2 separate regions of the Zea mays genome follow, and region 2 is linked to region 1. Evidence: chromatin contacts called from public Hi-C data. All regions are on one chromosome and are shown on one strand. The core of a region is the stretch at or near the end of the contact, and the rest is flanking DNA. Distances in the headings are between cores, read along the strand shown.

Evidence for each region. A called contact is a pair of places that touch in the nucleus more often than the background predicts.
Region 2: a contact with region 1 is called in a Hi-C map of tassel, with 3 times the contacts expected there. The contact joins the promoter of LOC542473 here to the promoter of LOC100282125 in region 1. A contact is called at or near these places in 6 of 25 Hi-C or Micro-C datasets (bundle sheath, ear, leaf and 1 more).

The regions. Positions count from the first base shown.
Region 1 is chr3:1,398,315-1,403,475 of Zm-B73-REFERENCE-NAM-5.0, forward strand. LOC100282125 reads left to right here and starts at 2,102. Exons shown (of 7, transcript NM_001155038.2): 1 at 2,102-2,487; 2 at 3,529-3,657; 3 at 3,784-3,846; 4 at 3,945-3,992; 5 at 4,094-4,147; 6 at 4,230-4,293; 7 at 4,509-4,842. The coding sequence starts at 3,556. The coding sequence ends at 4,549. It overlaps LOC103649530 (glucan endo-1,3-beta-D-glucosidase-like), which reads left to right and starts at 909. Exons shown (of 2, transcript NM_001329109.1): 1 at 909-1,111; 2 at 1,229-1,794. The coding sequence starts at 1,048. The coding sequence ends at 1,515.
Region 2 is chr3:1,532,412-1,537,504 of Zm-B73-REFERENCE-NAM-5.0, forward strand. LOC542473 (Triose phosphate/phosphate translocator TPT chloroplastic) reads left to right here and starts at 2,492. Exons shown (of 12, transcript NM_001112027.2): 1 at 2,492-2,891; 2 at 3,293-3,361; 3 at 3,467-3,532; 4 at 3,623-3,701; 5 at 3,795-3,915; 6 at 4,006-4,101; 7 at 4,403-4,515; 8 at 4,621-4,698; 9 at 4,793-4,909; 10 at 5,037-5,093. The coding sequence starts at 2,617.

The DNA of each region.
Region 1 (5,161 bases), core at 852-3,351:
TGGTCGAGCGACCAGAAAACATAGGTTGACATGAAGTTTTTATATAACCCGCTTTTCTTTCTTTCAGAACCATGGTTTCCAAATGTTGAATATATATATATATATATATATATATATATATATATATATATATATATATATATATATATATATATATATATATATATATATATATATATATTCAATCTTTCCATGCAAAGTGGGGAAATTTAGTTTTGCAGGGCAAGGGGACAAATGTGGATGGGAATAAGAGCAAGAGCAAAGGGCAAAAGACAGATAGAAAAGGTGTATAGACAAGGAGGAGGAACAAAGCAAGCAAGGTATATGCATTCAACATCTTTTATGGGCAGCAGGTGGTAGGATCTACCTAATTGGTGGTTATGGAACACCACATGGGAAGAGTAATGTATGATTCGGTAATCATCATGACTTTTTGTTTGGTTTTGGTATGGAGCATGTAGAGCCATGAGTAAATACAGAGGATCTCTTATGGGTACTAAAGAGAACAGATATGGTCTCTGCTGGGCATAAAAAGATAGGGAAGTAAACTCACGTTTGGAAGAATCGTGAGCAGGAGGAGAAGTGTCTTTTATCCCCCATTGCATAACACCTGTTTTGCCCTTTTGACTAGCATACATGGGAATGAGGACACTTAAGCTTTGTGATGAGGTGAGGTGAGAAATGGGAGTTGAGAGACAGACTTGAGAGGGAGAGATGCAAAGAGCAGAACAAAATGGGCAGCAATATTGGCTATGGAACTGAAGCACGAGCACATGGTAGGTTGCCTTGGGTTGAAGCCAGAGAGTCTGTGTGGTGCACATGAGTGTGGCATGACCGTCCAGCAAGCAATGCAAAGCAACGCAGAGTGTCACCTATTTAAGTCCAGTCCCCACCCAAGGTCCATTCCAGTGAGTGTTGTTCCCTTCCCTTTATAAACCAGAGAACCTGCAGTGCAGTGCAGGCAGAGTACTCCGTCTGATCTCGGTGATCTGTCTCCACGACAAGGAGTGCACTGTCAGCTCTAGCTTGCTGCAGAACAAGGGCAAGATGGCAAGAGGTGGTCGGCTACTGATCCTCTCCCTGGGGCTTGTGCTCCTCTACTTCGTCTCAGGTATACCTTTTTCCTATGCTCTTCTCCTTGTTCCATTTCATTCTTAAGATTGCCGTGCTGTGTGTCAACTGTTGTTGATTGGAACAAGAAGAAGAAGGAATGAAAGCTGTTTTGTAGGAAGTGTTGCTGCTGCTGCTGCACAGAAAACGTGGTGCGTTGCCAAGCCGTCGGCGTCCAACGATATCCTGTCTCTGAACCTCAACTACGCGTGCTCCCAGGTGAGCTGCGGCGTGATCCAGAAGGGCGGGCCGTGCTACTACCCGGACAACCTGGTGTCGCGCGCCGCCGTCGCCATGAACCTCTACTATGCCGCCAATGGCAGGCACCCCTGGAACTGCTACTTCAACAACTCGGCGCTCGTGGTGCAGTCCGATCCCAGCTATGGATCCTGCACCTACTACTGATGTCTGTCTGATGCTCTTTTGTAGCAGAGATCGGTCGATGAAAGGAAATATAATCCCTGTGTATGCTGTGCTGTGTTGTGTCTAGAGATGACAATAGGGACCTGATTCCCCCGTGGGGAATTTCCTATTGCTATCCCTAGTTGCGTCCTAGTAGAAGTGTCTCTTGTTCCATCCAGTTGATATGCATGATAACATTTGGAGATGCATGCATGTGATTTTGTATTCGAGGATATGGTGTGATCGCAAATGAACAAAGTGATGCAAGGCAGCAATCATTCATAAATTTGTCATTCTCAGATTAATCATGAGCAAATAAAGCCGAGTAAGTGTCTCTGAGTGCCAAGCCAACAATATCCACAGCGATGCCGCACGCTGTTTTGTATGGTAAATTACATTTCTTTTTCTTATAGTTTAAAATAAGAGATGGAATTAAATTCTCTCTATTTTTCTATTTATTGTGGTTTAATTTAAAAATAAGCTAACAATCGATAAATTTGATAAGTTAGATGTGTACTATTTTGGGACGGTAGTAGACTGAAACCGTGTGGGTCCCTTTATATTAGTTGGAGAAGAAGCATACGCATGTGCAACCGATGCCAGCCATGTGCAGTGCCGAGCGGAGACAAGACAGAAGAGAGGAGAGGGCCGGCCGAACGGAACCGGAGGTAGGGTAGGCGGGCCCCACCCCCACACGCTCTACGCTCTGCTCTGCTCCTGCGTGCGTGGTCTCTTTCCTCCCCTCTTCATCCAGATCCGGACCCGACCGCCGATCCATCCAAATCACCCTTCCCCTTCCCCTTCTCTTCCACCACCACCACCACCAGGCCGCCGCCTCGTCGTCCTCAATTCTCCTTTCGAATTTAGAATCCCCGTGCTGAGAGTTGAGTGCCGCCTTGGTTGCTCCGTACTGGACTCGATTCCTCATCGCAGCAGAAGCATCCCGTCCCCTCCGCTTCTCCTTGCTCTGCTCTGGTAAGCAACCACCCTACCTCTGCTTGCTGCTTGCTTTGCTTCCATTAGTGTTAGTGTATGACCAAGCCCTTTTCACATCTCCGATTTCAATCATGCGAATGGATGGATGGATTGCTCTGCTCCTTGGCTTGGAGTCCACGCTATGGGAGTATACAGAGAACCAACGATTTCGCTGTGGACACCCAAACCCAACCGCAATTGGATGGGTCCCCTTGTTTAATTTAACCTATGTAGGCATGCGTGCACATCCATATGGATCGGATTGGATCCCCTTGTTTTAGCTAACCAAACTCTTTCTGCCTCTCCCTTTTCCACATTCAGCAAAAACAGGCAACTTCACATGCATGTTCCAAGTCGAAGCCATGTCATACTGGCCGGTTTCCTTTACTACTTGTTACTCTGTTCCTTCTCTCGATCGTACTAACTGATGAGTGAACACAGTCACGGACCCAGGGCAGTCGAGAATATATATTGTGTATAATTTGGTACTACATATATCTAATTTTCGTCCGTTCGGTACATCATCGGAACATTATTAGAAAATAATCAAAATGTCTCATAATAGGATTGTAAGCTGCATAGATCTGTTTCTATGGATCTAAACACTCAAATGTAGTATGTTTTTAGACTAAATTTTAGGGTAGTCGGAGGCCTATCCATATACCCTTTGGGTCCGCCACTGGAGTGAACATCACACACACAGCTCCTTCAGACATCCATCACATGGCCATGGCTTTCTTAATGATGATAACCAATGCAGCACACAACCTGAGTCCTGAGGGTGGGGGGTAGACCAAATAAATCATACATGATCTGTTTCTTCACTACTCCCGGGAAAAAAGAAAAAGTCATCACACCAAAATTCAGAAACAGCAAGCAAAAACATTATCAGCTACTGCTACTGGTGATGGTGGAGTAATTTGTTCAGCACCTAAAGAACACGAACATATTAGTCTGCCTTTTTACCCATGATGATGCATGCCTTTTTACATCTGAACGCTGACATTGGCTTTTCTTGTTTCCCATCTGACTAATATACAGCTAACAAACAGACAAAAAAATAGCATCATGTCGGAGGTGAAGGACTCCAATGTGCCTGCTGCACTTGATGGAAATCCTCAACCTATGGACCAAACTGAAGACAATTCTATGCCCTCAGCACAGCAACAGGTTATTTTTCAGCACTAGTCCTGGAGATCATACAGTATTATTACGTACAGCCATTTCAATGGCACTCATCCAAATTGCTCTAATTAAGAGTGGCATGATAGATTGTAATAATGTTCCTGTGTGCAGGAAGAAGCAATCAAGAAGAAGTTTGGAGGACTAATGCCCAAAAAGCCCCCACTCATCTCAAAGGTTCCTTGCTCCAATTCCCTGTTCACCAAATCAAATCAGCCCTAAGGGTGGGAAGTGCTGTCTGTCACCAGTGTTAAAATTCTCTTCTGTAACTGTAGGATCATGAGCGGGCCTACTTTGATTCTGCTGACTGGGCTCTAGGGAAGGTATTCTTCTCTTTAATTTGTGTGGCCTCAGTACGTTTAATCTAGCGAGTTGAGGTTTGGAACTTGCATGCATGCATGACACTTTGATTGGTTATGTACAGCAAGGTGTTGCCAAACCAAAAGGACCGCTGGAGGCACTTAGGCCCAAGCTTCAGGTACCACTCTGCTAGTTATATGTGATGTACCCATGGTCTCTTATTTTATTTTGCTTTCTCTCTTTCTGGTTTATTGTTTCAGCCAACACGCCAACAACAGCAACAACGTGCAAGGCGCCCTATTTACACTTCGTCAGAAAACGAGGGTATGTACTTTTATTTGGCTTTTTGGTTATGGTCCTTGTGCACATGAAAAGCAGAGCTAAGCTTATGTAAGCGGTGGTTAGTTCTCTACTTCTTTGTATGTATGGTCCTCGGAGTTTGTTTGTTTGTTATATAAAAAATAAAGTCTTCCAATGTTAAAAAATAAAGAAAGAAAGAAAGGTTCTCTGTATCCTTTTTAACATAATAGTGACTGCAGACGGAGACGGGGCTGGTGCTGAGGATATGAACATCAATTGAAGTGGACTAGTGGAGTGGAATGCCTGCTCAGATTGGTTGATGAGCAAGTCGTCACTATATGTCAAGTGTTGTAGTTTGCTTTGCAATTATTGGAGGAATTAAATGATCGTCTGCTGGGTTCATGAGTCGAACATTTGATATATATGGCCTATTATTTACTAATATATATTTTTATTATCTGTGGATAAACATTTGATATGCATGAGGTGGCCGAGCTGTGAGTGACCGCTTGGTCAGGTTGCCGTGCTCAGTGGATTTTACAATCCAGAACACGAACAAGATGGCTTACATCATACACCAAACAAAACTCTGATGATCTTGTGGTTCTTATCTTAAAATATAATGCTTAACTCATAAAAAAATAGCTCCAAGTGTTTTATTTTATAAATTTTAATTTAAAGAAATATAGGACATATGATGAAGTGACCCAAATATATATTCCAGATGAGTGCCCTACTCTTATTTTCTACACAATTCTTAACATTTTATCTCTTGATAATGTAATTTACTTTTTAAAATATATAATTTATGGCTTACCTGTTAGAGCTCAATTTGTTTTTAATGTTCTAAACACTCCCTCCATTCTATAATAAAATTTGTTTTGTCATTTTG
Region 2 (5,093 bases), core at 1,242-3,741, 130 kb after region 1:
AGGTCAATGAACCGCCTTGTCGTCGACGAGGCCACCAACGACGATAACTCCGTCGTCGCACTGCACCCTGACAGAGGCTGCACTCTTCCGCGGCGATACTGTGCTCCTCAAGGTCTTATATTATATGGCTAATCTGAGCTTGTTGCAGCAGCTTTGGGATGTTGAGCTAATTTAGCATATTGTATTATCACGTGACCGATCTCTGTGTGTTCGATCTGAATTCCGTGTGAGTGTAGACCTGTTAGAAATAAATTTATCTTTTATCTCAAGTACTTGCTGAAGTGTTTAATGTTGTAATTTGTTGTATTGTTTGAGAAATTGAGTATGCTGAGGCGGTGAGGGTATTTGGGCTCCCTCTGCTTTGCTGCTGTAGTGTGTAGATTTTAGAAATTTACCAATTCACATTCGTACACCATTGATTCATTTGAAGGTAGTAGTAATCTAGATTTCTTTTATTGCTTGCTTCAGTAACATATTTTAATATACTTGGTTTGTTATGTTCAAATCTTCTCATACATTTGTTCTATATTTAAATGCAACCATTCTTTTTGTATGAATTAATTCATTGTTCATAGTTAGAACAGAGAATCAACACTATTTAGTAATGCATGATTAACTCATTGTTCATAGTTAGAACAGGGAAGCAACACTATTTAGTATTATTCAAATTTGTCTTCATTGTTCTGCTAGATGAAGATGATGTGCTGCATACAAAATTCTTTTTTTGTGATCCCTATCGTGATAATTTGGATTTGATGGTTGTACTTGTAACTCAAGTGTGTTCAAGGGACTAAACAATTGGATATGGGTTGGCCTATCTTTTTTAAAGTCTCTTTATGGCTACTGTTTGTCCACCAGTGCCAGGATGTGAAATATGGGAAGCGTGTGCACATTCTTCCAATTGATGATACAGTTGAAGGCATTACAGGGAACCTATTTGATGCCTTCTTGAAACGTAAGTTTCTGATCTTGTGAATTTCTTAGTTGATCTAGGTTTTTTTGGGCATCAGCATGACTCCATGGCACTTATTTCTCATGTTACTTCAACTGAAGTAGCTCCCTTTTCTTTTGTTGTCAATGGTTTACTGAGTTCTGATCAAGGAGGAGTCTGCCATTTATACTACCTAATTAATATGCTTGTATATTGTTTCTGCCATTTCATGTAGACCTTGCAGCTGTTTTGTCATAATAACACCCTTTATGAAACTGTGCAACATACTTCCTAGAAGCATACAGGTCCGTGAGGAAAGGAGACCTTTTAATGAGAAGCGTGGAATTCAAAGTGAGAAAGTGATAGAGACTGACCCTTCTGAATATTGAATCGTTGCCCCAGATACTGAAATATTTTGTGATGGGGAGCCTATTAAGAGAGAGGATGAGGAGCGTCTTGATGAAGTTGGTTATTATGATGTTGGAGTTAGAAAGCAAATGGCCCAAATCAGAGAGCTTGTTGAGCTTCCACTACGCCATCCTCAACTTTTCAAATCTATTGGTGTGAAGCCACCAAAGGGCATATTGCTATATAGGCCACCTAGTTCTGGAAAAACTCTTATTGCTCGTGCTGTTGCAGACGATACTGGAGCCTTTTTCTTTCTAATCAATGGTCCAGAGATCACAAAATTTATATGTATAGATAGGATCACCAATGGATTACAAATTTTTTTCTCATAACAATATAACACATTATATATAAGTTATCATGATATTATATGTTTCCGTTGCAACGCACGGGCACTAACCTAGTAATCGATGAATAACGGTACCAAAAAAAAAAGGCTAGCTAGCTAGACGTGGGAGTGAAAATGTATATGGGCAGGCGAGGTAGCTGGGCCGTCAGTCTCCTGCATGGAGTAAGGAAGGAACAGCTGCAACGTGCGCTGGCCTGGTATGAACTGAAATAGTCACTCAGGACAGCTGACTGTTCTGGGCCGGGGCAGCCCAGGCGAGATATGAATTTCGATTTTCTTTTGTCCCTCCCAGAAAAAAAAACGTTTATGCAATGAATTCATGACCAGCCAACCGTCTCCTAACTATATTAACTCTTCCTACAAATATCTCTACTCATGTTGAGGTTATGTTTGATAGCAACCTAGTTTTTATTGTTTAAGCTAAGAGAAGCTAGCTTCTTGGTTTTTAAAAAACTATAAATCCAAAATCTATAAACTGAGACATAAACTGATATGTTTGGTATCATAAACCAGTTTTTTTAAAAAATTGGATGGTTACAAAATTCTCAATAAAATAATATTGATGGAGTTAGAAAAAAAATCACAAGCATCCATTCCAGTGTCTTATCTTAAGGAGAAATCCGGCACTGGGCAACGGACCACTGCTTTTGGTGTTTTGGGCTCCATTCCAAACCCGGTTAATCTGTCGACGGCGACGTCGGCTCCACCGCTGCCGTCCGCCCCGGCGCGCCGCTCTATCCGCCCCGCGCGCTTCTCCGCCAACCAAATCCCCGGCGCCTCCCTCCTCCAGTCCCGTCCCACCCACAAACCCTTCTTATCCTATCGTCGCGCGCGCCTGCCTCTCCCACACACTCCACAGCGCCCGCGCAGGCTCGCTGCAAGCGCAAAGCAGCCACAGCACCCCCTGCACCTGCAGACTGCAACCGCAATGTCGGCTCTCGGGACGCTCTCCGGCGGCGCTGCCGGTGTCTCCGGCCTCCTCCGCCTCCGCCGCCGGGCCGCCCCAGCCCCCGCGATCGCGGCGCCGTCGCACCTCCCCGCTGGGACCGTCAAGTGCGCGGCCGCCGTGCCCGATGCCGCCCCGATCGTCTGGGGCCGTCAGCTCCGCCCGGCGCTCCTCCTACCCGCGGCGCTGCTCCCTTCGTTGCAGCCCGCCAGGAGGCACACGCTGCAGCCGCCCGCCGCAGCCGCCGAGTCCGCAGGGTCAGTTAGTTACTACTATGTTACCTGCACTACCACTACGAGTATAGGTTTTCTAATAATCAATTATATATATTAGTTTTTGTTAGACCATGATTAGCTCATGTTTAGGCCTTCTATTTGCATTGCATGCATGGACTCAAGTTTCTATTTTAGTCATTCAAAAAAGATGATCCTTCTCTATACCACCACCCACACGGCGACTGAAGAAACAGCTAGCGCTATCTGCACTCTAGTAGCGGCCCTTCCAAATCGTAGGACGCTGGTCCCGCTCACCAATCGCTCGCGTCCCAGCTGTACTGTGAATGTGATGTGCTGCTTGCTTGCAGCTAATCACAAGTCGCTACATGCTTTTGCTGACTGCTACTGACTTCCTATTTAATTAATTAAATTCGCGTCAGCAGGGAGGCCAAGTCTGTGGGTTTCCTGGAGAAGTACCCGGCCCTGGTCACCGGCTTCTTCTTCTTCATGTGGTACGTTGCACACTCGCACCACCTCTGCATCCCACGTTTTCAGCAGCTGCTCGGCTACTTTTTTTTTCCGTCACCGGTCTAAAGATTGGCAAGTGCCTTCTGCAGGTACTTCCTCAACGTCATATTCAACATCCTCAACAAGAAGATCTACAACTACTTCCCATACCCATAGTAAGTAGGCAGACCTTGATTCATTCACCAACAAGCATCCTGTGCTCTTATCGCTTACCAACAACATTTTGGGCCGCTTGCTTGTTGCAGCTTTGTGTCCTTGATCCATCTAGTAGTGGGTGTCGTATACTGCCTCATCAGCTGGAGTGTCGGTCTCCCCAAGCGAGCGGTAATTAATGCATCGTTTCTCTCTATATATCTAATGAAGGACAGACTAGCTAGTATTTCCTGCCTCATCTAGCAGTATTTCTTTGTTTTGTAGCCTATCAATGGCACGCTCCTCAAGCTTCTCTTTCCAGTCGCCCTGTGCCATGGTATTGGTCACATCACTAGCAATGTGTCCTTCGCTGCTGTTGCAGTCTCATTTGCTCACACTATCAAAGGTGCTTCTCTTCTTTTCTTTTCTTTCCTTCCCATTTATATTTCGATGTTCTTGTTGCCCCCTTTTTTTATGTTACATACTTGCGATGCAGCTCTGGAGCCCTTCTTCAGCGCAGCGGCTACTCAGTTTATCCTTGGACAGCAAGTTCCCTTCTCTCTGTGGCTTTCTCTTGCCCCTGTGGTCATTGGTAATTCTCAAATCGATCCTCTCATCCTAATGCTCTAGCTAAGTTGCAAGTTATAGAGTGTCGGTGGCAAGGTAGGTACAGTGTATGACAAGAAGAAATTAATTGAGAGTGCGTGATCTGATGAAGTCATATCTGATGGTGCACTTCCCTTTCTTTATTACCCCCATTACTACTGCTATCTTCTCCACTGGGCTAAATAACACGTACTTTTCGAATTGTACCTTGCTTTATATTCTAATAATCCGCTACAAGTTAATTAGACACATAACCCTCCTTGCTCATCCTCTCATGAAATTACCAGGTGTTTCAATGGCATCCCTTACTGAGCTTTCATTCAACTGGACTGGCTTCATCAATGCCATGATATCAAACATCTCATTCACTTACAGGAGCATTTATTCCAAGAAAGCTATGGTTTGTGCTTCTTCTGTTTTAATCTCTTAGCTCGTTATGATTTGCTTTGTTATGCAACAGGTTTTTTTTCCTTAACTGTCGTTCTAATCGCTTCTGGCATTGCAGACTGACATGGATAGCACCAACGTGTATGCTTACATCTCAATAATCGCTCTAATTGTTTGCATTCCACCTGCATTGATCGTAAGTGTGATGGAATTACCACAAGCAGTAGACGAAACAGGATTCATGTGCCATACCCTAATGGTATTCTTGATACACTCCCATAATTGTGCAGTTTGAAGGGCCCAAGCTAATGCAGCATGGATTTAGTGATGCCATTGCAAAAGTAGGTTTGACAAAGTTTGTCAGTGACCTATTCTTGGTTGGACTGTTCTACCATCTGTATAACCAGGTAACCGGCTCGTGATATCATGGAAACACTTTTATATGAATCACAGGTTTAGCATTTTAGCTGGCTTGCCACGTAGAGTCATGGATCTAGCATTTTGTCTGTTATAACATGAGCAATGGTATTGCAGATTGCTACAAACACCTTGGAGCGAGTGGCTCCTCTGACACATGCTGTCGGCAATGTG